Linked DNA regions of Sus scrofa: regions 2 and 3 are each linked to region 1. Evidence: chromatin contacts called from public promoter capture Hi-C data. All regions are on one chromosome and are shown on one strand. Each heading gives the region's core, a stretch centred on a gene start, on an enhancer-like site or on the middle of the called end of the contact. The rest is flanking DNA. Distances are from core to core; before and after follow the strand shown. Region 1 holds the start of TANGO6 (transport and Golgi organization protein 6 homolog). Region 2 holds the start of PDF (peptide deformylase, mitochondrial). Region 3 holds the start of VPS4A (vacuolar protein sorting 4 homolog A).

Region 1 (3,120 bases), core at 204-2,703:
ACACGTATGTAACTCCGCAACAAACTCTTTGAGAGTGAGAGGGTCTTTCAAGAATGAAATGTATGTGCTTTGTGACAGATGACTACTTCCTGATTTTTTAAAAGTTTTTACCAATTTATCCTTGTTCTCAGTCATATCCTAAAGAGCTGCAGTTGCTAAACAAGTCACCTCTCAATCAACAAGTTAAAATTGTATCTTGCAGTTTATTCTTCATTGAGGCAAAGCAGTATAGCTACCATACTACAGTGGAAGGCGTCTGAATTCAAATCCTAGCTCAACCACTTGGCAGATTGGCACTGGTTAGTTTCAAACGTACCTGAGCCTTGGTTCCTTCATCTGTAAAATTGAATACAAGTAATACCTATGTCACGGGATTGTTGTGAGGATAAAAACATATGTATATAAACAACACACTATAGGGACCAATACTTAGTAGGCAATTACTAACTTCCTTTCACTCGTACCAGGTATGATATGTTTTGGGAGTTTTCGCAGGGGTGTTTTTTTGGGGGGAGGAGGCGCGTCATCTCAAAATCATGTACCTTACCCTGCTCACTCTACAAACCCCTCCTCCAAAATATGCTCTAATTATACGCAGATAACCTCAGCTCCATACTGTATTCACATTATTATTTGCCTTGGTCTTGGAAGGGGGAGGGTTCGATAGATCTTGGTTCTGGGTTCATGTTTTGCCTCTAAATTGACCAAACGATCTTGGTCAGGTTACTTAATCTCTTCGGTGAGCCGAGAGTGTCCTCAGCTGTAGAAGGGGGGGCTCCAGGCTTCTCCACCCCCAAGGTCCCTTCTCATTCTAAATTGGGAAGATCTTAGCAACTCACTGGGAAAGAGGAATAGTGACTGTAAATCCCTGCCACAGACCGTAAATCCTAAATCCTCTCCCTAAAACGCAGCTCAAACGTCACTGCTGCCTTTTTTTTTTTTTGGACTCCTTGGCACTTTGTACAAATTTCCAGGGTCCACATTAGACCCTGCGCCTTCAAGAGGTTAGGACCGCTCTGAAGCCTTTAGGGCTGCGGCAAGGACGAAGAAACCACGCACCCAAGGTGCTTCACACAGTGAAGGTAAGCGCTGGTCCGTGTCAGTATTCAGCGGATCCCATCCCTCCTTGAGCCTCTGTTTTCTCAAGCGCAAAATGAGGCAGGACAGACCCTGCCCAAAGCCCCCGGTGCGGGGTGGGACAGCCTCAGAGCCCGGGTGGGGGTCCCGGTGAGGGACGCCGCGGAAGGAAGGACAGCCCTGGAAGACCGGCGGCCCTGAGAGTCCCGGGTGCAGCCCTGCGCCGAGACCCGTCGTCTCACCTCCCGGGCTCAGCAGCAGCTTCAGCGCCTCCAAAATCCGCTCCATCCCACACGTTTCCAGAGCCCTGCCGCCTGCTACTTGTCGGGCCGCCGCCATGACTAGAGTGGGACGCGCGTCTTGCGACCTGCGCAGGCGCCTGCGCGGAGCGGCATGGTCGCCATGTTGAGTGTGGCCAAGGAGCTAGGGGCGGGGCCCGCTCTGACCCGAACGCCCGGTTTAGGAAGAAACCTTTCCTCAAGCCCCCTGTATCCTCGAAGGGGGAGAAATTAAAAAGCTAACCCAACCTGCCTACACGTACAATTTCAGAGAATATGGTTAACTTTTGTATAAAGAAGAAGAGTGACAGAAATCGTTTATCATGAAGTAATATGCATTTCATTATGAAAATATTCTACTTGGGCAGCGAAGCACTGAAAGACATAATGAGGTAAACAGATGCTGTACCTTCTTATAATGAAGTTCGGATATGCAAAACAGTATACAGCTGAGTATTGCCAAGTTTCTTTATTAGTGATTTTTTTATTTTTATTTTTTTAAGGTTTTAATTAATTCATTAATTTTGTCTTTTTAGGGCCGCAACCACCGCATATGGAGGTTCCCAGCCTAGGGGTAGAATCGGAGCTATAGCCGCTGGCCTACACCACAGCCACAGCTATGCCAGATCCGAGCTGCGTCTGTGACCTACACCACAACTCAAGGCAACTCGGGATCCTTAACCCACTAAGCGAGGCCAGGGATCGAACCTGCATCCTCATGGATGCTAGTCAGATTCATTTCCACTTAGTCACGTGGGGAACTCCTATTAGTATATTTTAAAACAAGTGTTAAATACCAACATCCATCTTGAATACATAGCTACAAATATTGCCATTGGTGGAGTTCCCATTGTGGCTCAGCAATAACCAATCTGACTAGTAACCATGAGGAAGCAGTTCCATCCCTGGCCTTGCTCAGTGGGTTAAAGATCCTACCTTGTGGTGAGCTGTAGGTTGCAGACACTGGCTTGGATTGGCATTGCTCTGGCTGTGTCCTAGGCCAGCTGCTGCAGCTCCAATTTGACCCTTGGCCTGGGGACTTTTATACGCCTCAGGTGTGGCCCTAAAAAAGCAAAATAAATAAATTAATTAAAAAATGTTTTTGGTGATATGATTTCTTAAATGGACTAAATAAAGTTCCCAGTAAAAGTTTGATCTTTGCTCTATTTACATCCACTCCTGGAAAAATCAGTGTCTCTAAATATCCGGCCCCATCAAAATTGCATTAATCTGTAAAACAATGGGTTAGAGAGTCATATAATCAGAAACAGAGTTTCACCCACAGGGATCTTGGTTGGAACACTCAAAAGTCATGTCTGGGAGTTCCCCTTGTGGCTCAGCAGGTTACAGGCTGGACATTGTCTGTGAGGATGCAGGTTTATCCCCTGGCATCATCAGTGAGTTAAGGATCCCAAGTTGCCATAAGCTGCAACTTACCTTATTCCACTTACCATCGGCATTTCACTTAACCATCGTGTTTTCAGGGTTCATCTGTGCTGTAGCATGTGTCAGAATTTCCCTCTATTTGAAGGCTGAATCATATTCTATGATATGAATAGATCACATTTTGTTTATCTCCTCATCTATCCATGGCACTGTTATCTCCACCTGTTGGGTATTATGACTAATGCTACAATGAACATGGTTGTACAAATATGTTTGAAACCCTGCTTTCCAATTCTTCTGTATGTATCCATAAGAGGAACTGATCACATTGTTTTCCATAATCTGTACCACTTCACATCCCCACCAGCAATGCACAGGG
Region 2 (3,120 bases), core at 375-2,874, 420 kb before region 1:
GGGCCGCTTCCGAGGCATATGGAGGTTCCCAGGCTAGGGGTTGAATCGGAGCTGGAGCCACCGGCCTATGCCAGAGCCACAGCAACACGGGATCCGAGCCGAGTCTGCAACCTACACCACAGCTCACGGCAACGCCGGATCGTTAACCCACTGAGCAAGGGCAGGGACCGAACCCGCAACCTCATGGTTCCTAGTCGGATTCGTTAACCACTGCACCACGACGGGAACTCCTGAAAAAGATTTTTTAAATTACTTTATTGATTTAATTAATTCACATACTAAGTAATTCACCTATTCGTAAAATTCAGTGTTTTTAGTAAATGTACAGAGGTATGCATCCATTACCACCATCTGATTTTAGAATATTTCCAACACCCCAGAAAGATCCTTGGTGTTCATTCCCCAATCCCAGCCTTAGGCCCTGGCTACCATTTAACTTACTTTCTGTTGCAAAAAAACTGCCTTTTTTGAACACTTCTTATCAGTAGAATCATACAGTATGTTTATATTCTGGCTAAGTGGAAAAAGGTAGTCACAAAAGAACCACATATGGTATGATTCCATTGATATGAAACATTTATAGAAGGGTTTTTTTTTGTGTGTTTGTTTTTTGTCTTTTTAGGACTGCACCCGGGACATATGAAGGTTCCCAGGCTAGGGGTCCGTCCAATCAGCTGTAGCCGCAGGCCTACCCCACAGCCACAGCAATGCAGGATCAAGCCCCGACTGGGACCTACACCATGGCTCACAGCAACGCCTATCCTTAACCCACTGAGTGAGGCCAGGGATCGAACCTGCTTCTTCAGGAATGCTCAGATTCATTTCCACTGAGCCACGACAGGAACTCTTAGGTGTTTTTAAAAAATTTTTTTTTCCAATCTTCCTTCACGTCCGTGTGCCCACTCTCTCTGTGCCTGTGAGGGGGTTCTGGGAGGCCCAAAGCACAGTGGGCCAGTCATCACCCCGGCAGAGTGGCTGCTCTCCGCCTGCCCCCAGCTTTCCTTTGGGCGTGGCACAGGGAAGCCGGTGTCTGCAGAGGCTCTGCTGGCACTTCCTCCATCCCCCCTACTCTGAGTGCTTTTCCCGATTACCATCCCAGCTGGCTTTAGAGTATAGCTTCCTGTCCTGAATCACACAGATGACTTTTACTGTATGCAAATAGGAAATAAGTGGTTTTTCTTTTTTTTGGTGACACATCACTGTTTAAACTTACTTAACGCTTTTTGTACTTTCCCTTCCATCTGGGCCAGGCATTCCACCCACTCAGCTCCCCAAGTACGGAAACCTTGGGCATGTGAACGTCAGCGTTGTCCACGAGCCTCTCGCCTTTATCCTGCCGAAGAAAGAGATGGTCTTCTGTCTGGACGAGAAGGAGCTAGTCCCGGAGCTCGCAGCTCCAGCACCAGAACCCTCTTCCGAAGGCCACACCTCGAGCCTGTCTCCCCAGCTTTCCCTGACCCGCAGCAAGAGGTGGAATCCGCGGGGACGCTGCAGTCGGACGAACCCAGCGCGGGCACTTAACGGGCGCCTCCCGCTCCCAGAACCGGGTGCGGCGGGTCCCGGGGTGGGCGGCCTAGGGGCTGACTGCCTGCAGGGCTCGGGGAACGCGAGCGGCCGCGTGGGTTTAGGCTGGAGGCGGCCTGCAGTGCCTCCTCTCCGACAGGCAAGGGCGAGGCTGCGACGGCATAATGAAGGGAAACCTGATTCTTCCTGTAAATGGTTGATTAAACTATCAGAAATGGAATTAAGCGGTAAAGTTGACTGACGTCACCTAGAGGCGGGCTGAGCAGTGTGAGCGGCGTCGGCGATCCCGGAAACGGCCGAGGACTACGCTTCCCAGCGTCCCTGGCGACTGGAGTCCGGCGGCTCTGCTCCACGCGCCATGGATCGGGTGAAGGCTGTGGTGCTGCTGGGGTGGCTGCAAGCGCGGGCGCGTTGCTGCGTGAGGCCGGCCCTGCTGCGGGGAGCGGGCGGCGGCGCCCGGGCCTGCAGCTCCACGCCGGTCCCGGACGGACCCGAGGGCCCAGCGCGCCGGCGCTCCTACTGGCGCTACGTGCGGCGTCTGGTGCGGGGAGCGCCGGAGCCGCCGTACCCGCGCGTGTGCCAGGTCGGGGACCCAGCGCTGCGGGCCGTGGCGGCCCCAGTAGAGCCGGCGCAGCTGGCGGGGCCCGAGCTGCAGCGGCTGGTGCAGCGGCTGGTGCAGGTGATGCGGCGCCGGCACTGCGTGGGCCTCAGCGCGCCGCAGCTCGGGGTGCCGCTGCAGGTGCTGGCTCTGGAGTTCCCCGACGCGCTCTTCCACGCCTGCGCGCCGCGCCTGCGCGAGATCCGCCAGATGGAGCCCTTCCCCCTGCACGTGTTCGTGAACCCCAGCCTGCGGGTGCTGGACAGCCGCCTGGTCACCTTCCCCGAGGGCTGCGAGAGCGTCGCCGGCTTCTTGGCCTGCGTGCCCCGCTTCCAGGCAGTGCAGATCTCAGGTGCTGGGCGGTGGGGTCCCTGGGGCCTTTGGGTAAGCGCGTGCGTCTCTTCTGCCTTTGGAGGCGGTGGCCTCAGATCCCACGGAAGGGTTTCCGCAAAGTTCCTGTTAAAGTGTAGACGTGTTGATGGCTAATCAGCAGGACCCAGGAGGGGAGGAGATTCAGGACTGAGGGAATGAGTTGAGGCAGGAGGCGCCTTTGAAAGCAGAGCCAGACGGGAGCAGGGGTTGGAAGGGAGGACTGTTCGGCTGTTTGCTCACACCCCATCCTCTGCCCTGTGCCATCTGGCTCACTCTGTTACACACACATAACTGCCCAATAATATCTGTCATCCTGGTGGAGTGGGAGAAGTGGGACCCATCTTTGCCCAGCCATTACCTGTCTGTCATAGCACGGGATGTTTTGCAGAATGTGGTTCTTTGCTGGGGTTGGGATGATTGTTTCTCTTGAGCAAGAAGATCGTTTCTCATCTCAGCCCCATAGTGAGCCCAGCAACCTACCTGTCACAGTTGGGAACCAGGTTGAATACTTGGTTAAGAGGCAGAGCTGAGACATCTTTTCTAGTAAGTATAGGGGCTGCTGCCTGCATTTTCTTCTGATGTTGCCAGGGGCAGGGAAAGGGTAAGAAGGTTGAGAATGATGCAGT
Region 3 (3,120 bases), core at 176-2,675, 400 kb before region 1:
GGGTCAAATTGGAGCTGCAGCTGCTGACCTAAGCCACAGCCATGGCAACACCAGATCCGTGCCACATCTGCAACCTACGCCACAACTTGCGTCAACACTGGATCCTTAATCCACTGAGTGAGGCCAGGGATCAAACTCGCATCCTCACGGACACTATGTCGGGTTCTTAACCCGGTGAACCACAATGAGAACTCCTAAGGCTGTTTGTTTGTTTGTTTGTTTAAATTTTTTTTAAAAAATTCTTAGCTTACAAGCCATATACGGAGTGTCTAGGCAGGTGGCATCTGCAGGCAATGATGGTGGACCCTTGTGATAACAAATGAGAGCTTCTGCTGGTGGGTGGTGGGGTCTGGCTTTGGACTTCAGCAAATCCTGGCCTAGTACCCCAGAATTCCATGCCTCTGTTCCCCTCTTTCCTCCACTGCAGTAACCATTCCCCCTGCACCTCCAGGTACCTGCAGGAATCCCCAGCCCCCCATTCTGTGACTGCCTGGCCAAATGCCTCTTCCTCCATGACGTCCTGTCCAACTCCCCCAAGCACTGTCTGTCATCACTTACTGACCGCTTGCGATGTAGCAGACACTGTGTTAAAAATGCTTTACCGAAGTCCTCTATCTAGAGCCACTATCACAGGAACCCTACAGAGTATTAACCCATTTTACTGAGAGGACACCCGAGACTCCAAAATCAGCCAACTAGCCCAAGGTCACATGCTAGTAAGTGGCAGACCCGAGATCCAAACTCAGGTTCGAGGCACAAACAAGTTTTATGTTTCCCAGTCCAATAAGGGCCGGCAGCACCTGGAGGATGGGTCAGTCGTGCATCCAGGTGGCGCCAGCCCAGCACCACCCTTCCCGATCCAGAGAATGAATGAGGGGTCTTTGGGCGAGAAGAGGAAATGGGAAGGAGCCAGGGCTTGTTCGAAGGGAGGCAGGACGACGAGGAGGGACAGCCGGCAACCCGACCCCAGGCCCGAGCTTCCCCAGCCCGTGAGGCCGGATGAGGCTCAACCCCACGGCGGTCCCGGGACTCCAGTCACAAATAGCGGCCTCGGGGCCGGGCTTTCTGAACAGAAGGCTACCCTTAGCTCCGAGCGCGTGAAAACAGAAACGCGCGGAGGCGACGAGAGGGCGATGGGGCGGGGGCCGCGAGGCCCGGGCTCTGAAGAGGCCGCCCGCCCGCCCACAGGCCCCGCCGCCCTCCTTCGGCCTCCGCAAGCCGGGCCGGGCCAAGACGGGCCGTGCCGAGGTACCTGGAGGGTTGGCGTTGTCATTTCATCTCCTGGGCTCGCCCCACACCTCGCGGCGCTGCTTGGGGCCTCGGTCCGGCCCCGGGAGCCGAGGGGCTGCTCCGGCGCGGGGAGCGCGGCGGGTCGGCGCTGGGCGCGGGTAAGGTGGCTTCTCGCAGCCGGAGCCGAGTCCGTGGGTGAGCGAGGAGCGCAGCCCAGAGCGGTCGGGCCCGAGCCGCGCGGCTGCCCCCCGGCGGCCACGCCGGCACTGCAGGCTCCGCTCCCCATGGCCTCTTGGGGGCCGGGGCGGGGTCGCCGTGGGACGAGGGCCGGGCCGGGGGCGTGGCCGGGGGCGGGGCCGAGGGCGTGGCCGGGTCGGGCGGGGCCAGAGCGGAGTGGAATTCTGAAGTCCCGGACCCACCTGAATAAAAGAGCACCTAAATGGCAGTTAACTCGCACAATAAGCCTGACTCCCCAGACCTCTGGGTTCCTGATGTTGAATAGGCACCGTAATAATAATAATTAGAAGCTACCTTATCGGCCTTGGGGAGGAAGTGAATGAGCCAACTAATAGCAGTGTATCCCACACTGTGGGCTCAGTCCCTGGTAACTGTTATTATGATGCCAATGACTCTGTTTAAAGCCAGCTTTGTTTTCCTTTCTAAATACTAACTCTTCTACTTTTGTCCTTAGAAAAGAGATTTTCTTAGACCTTCAAAGCTGGGGCCTCTACCCATGTGAACTTCAGCATAGCAGATTGGTTGTTCACATTCATTCATTCAACAATATTTTGTAAATATCTACTATGTACTAGTTTTTGGAACGCAGCAATGATCAAAACAGCTCTAGGGGAGCCTACAATCTCAGGAAAACAATGAAGTTCATCAGGAGGTGATAAACCCGTTGAGGCCTGGGCGTGAAGTCCCACGTGCTATGTGAGCATCTAAAAGGCAGTCTGCCCAAGGTCAGGAGAGGCTCCCTTTTAATTGGGGGCTTGAGGGCTGGGGTGGGGGCGGGAAGAGTACTCCAGGTTGATGAAATAGCCTGTGCCAAGGCTTTGAGGCATGAGGAGGCCACTGGTAGAATTTAGAAAGCTAGAAGAAGGCTCAGGTAGCCAGAGAGAAGAAAATGAGTGGACGTATGATGTGAACTGATGCTGGGGAGATGGACAGGGGCCAGGACGTGTGGCCTTGGTAAAGATTTTTGGCCTTAAGATAAACGGGAAACTTCTTTTTTTAATTGTCTAGATGACTGTACCCTCATAGGGAGAGCGGATTGCAGGGATGGGCTGGCTGGCTATTGCACATGAAGCTACTGCTATAGTACAGAAGAGTGAGGACAGCTTGGACTAGGGGGAGGTCCGTGTAGAGACATAGACAGAATAGAGAGGTTTTTGGAAGATAAATCATAAGCTCTTGGAAATGGATTGGATATGGGTTATGCTGAGAAGTAGTAGGGGCAGGAGGGGACAGGGATGACTCCTGGGTTGCTGGCTTAGTGACTGGATGGATGGTCATGCCACTGAGATGGGGAATACAGGACAAAGACCAGGTTTGGGGGGCAGAGGAGTGAGGGAAATGGTGAGTTTCAGGTGCCTTTGAAACATCTCTGTGTAAACATCACGTGCCAGCTAGATATTGGAAGCTGTGGATATTGGAATGAGATCTCCTAGGGGAGAATGGAGTGTAGAGAGAGGTGAGGGGAGCGCCTAGGACAGAGCCTGAAGGTTTGTTGGCTGACCAGAGGAGGGTGAGCCTGCAAAGGAAGCTCAGAAAGACAGCTGGAGAGTTAAGACAGCCAGAAGACTGTCGTGGAAGTCGGGGGAGGAATATTGATAAGGAGGAGAGGAGCTCTGAAAGCAGCTGAGAAGGCAGACAGGGACATGAAACACC

Evidence for each region. Promoter capture Hi-C pulls out the DNA fragments that hold promoters and counts their contacts.
Region 2: a contact with region 1 is called in a promoter capture Hi-C map of liver, with 8 times the contacts expected there. The contact joins the promoter of PDF here to the promoter of TANGO6 in region 1. A contact is called at or near these places in 3 of 5 promoter capture datasets (fetal skeletal muscle and liver) and 1 of 2 datasets of contacts at active chromatin or transcription factors (alveolar macrophages).
Region 3: a promoter capture Hi-C map of fetal skeletal muscle shows a contact between it and region 1, with 4 times the contacts expected there. The contact joins the promoter of VPS4A here to the promoter of TANGO6 in region 1.

The regions. Positions count from the first base shown.
Region 1 is chr6:18,070,102-18,073,221 of Sscrofa11.1, forward strand. TANGO6 (transport and Golgi organization protein 6 homolog) reads right to left here and starts at 1,454. Exons shown (of 19, transcript XM_021093875.1): 1 at 1,320-1,454. The coding sequence starts at 1,416.
Region 2 is chr6:17,650,673-17,653,792 of Sscrofa11.1, forward strand. PDF (peptide deformylase, mitochondrial) reads left to right here and starts at 1,625. Exons shown (of 2, transcript XR_298517.3): 1 at 1,625-3,037. COG8 (conserved oligomeric Golgi complex subunit 8) reads left to right here. Exons shown (of 6, transcript XM_003126905.6): 5 at 1,251-1,418; 6 at 1,421-1,629. The coding sequence ends at 1,521.
Region 3 is chr6:17,668,127-17,671,246 of Sscrofa11.1, forward strand. It overlaps VPS4A (vacuolar protein sorting 4 homolog A), which reads right to left and starts at 1,426. Exons shown (of 11, transcript NM_001243418.1): 1 at 1,253-1,426. The coding sequence starts at 1,273.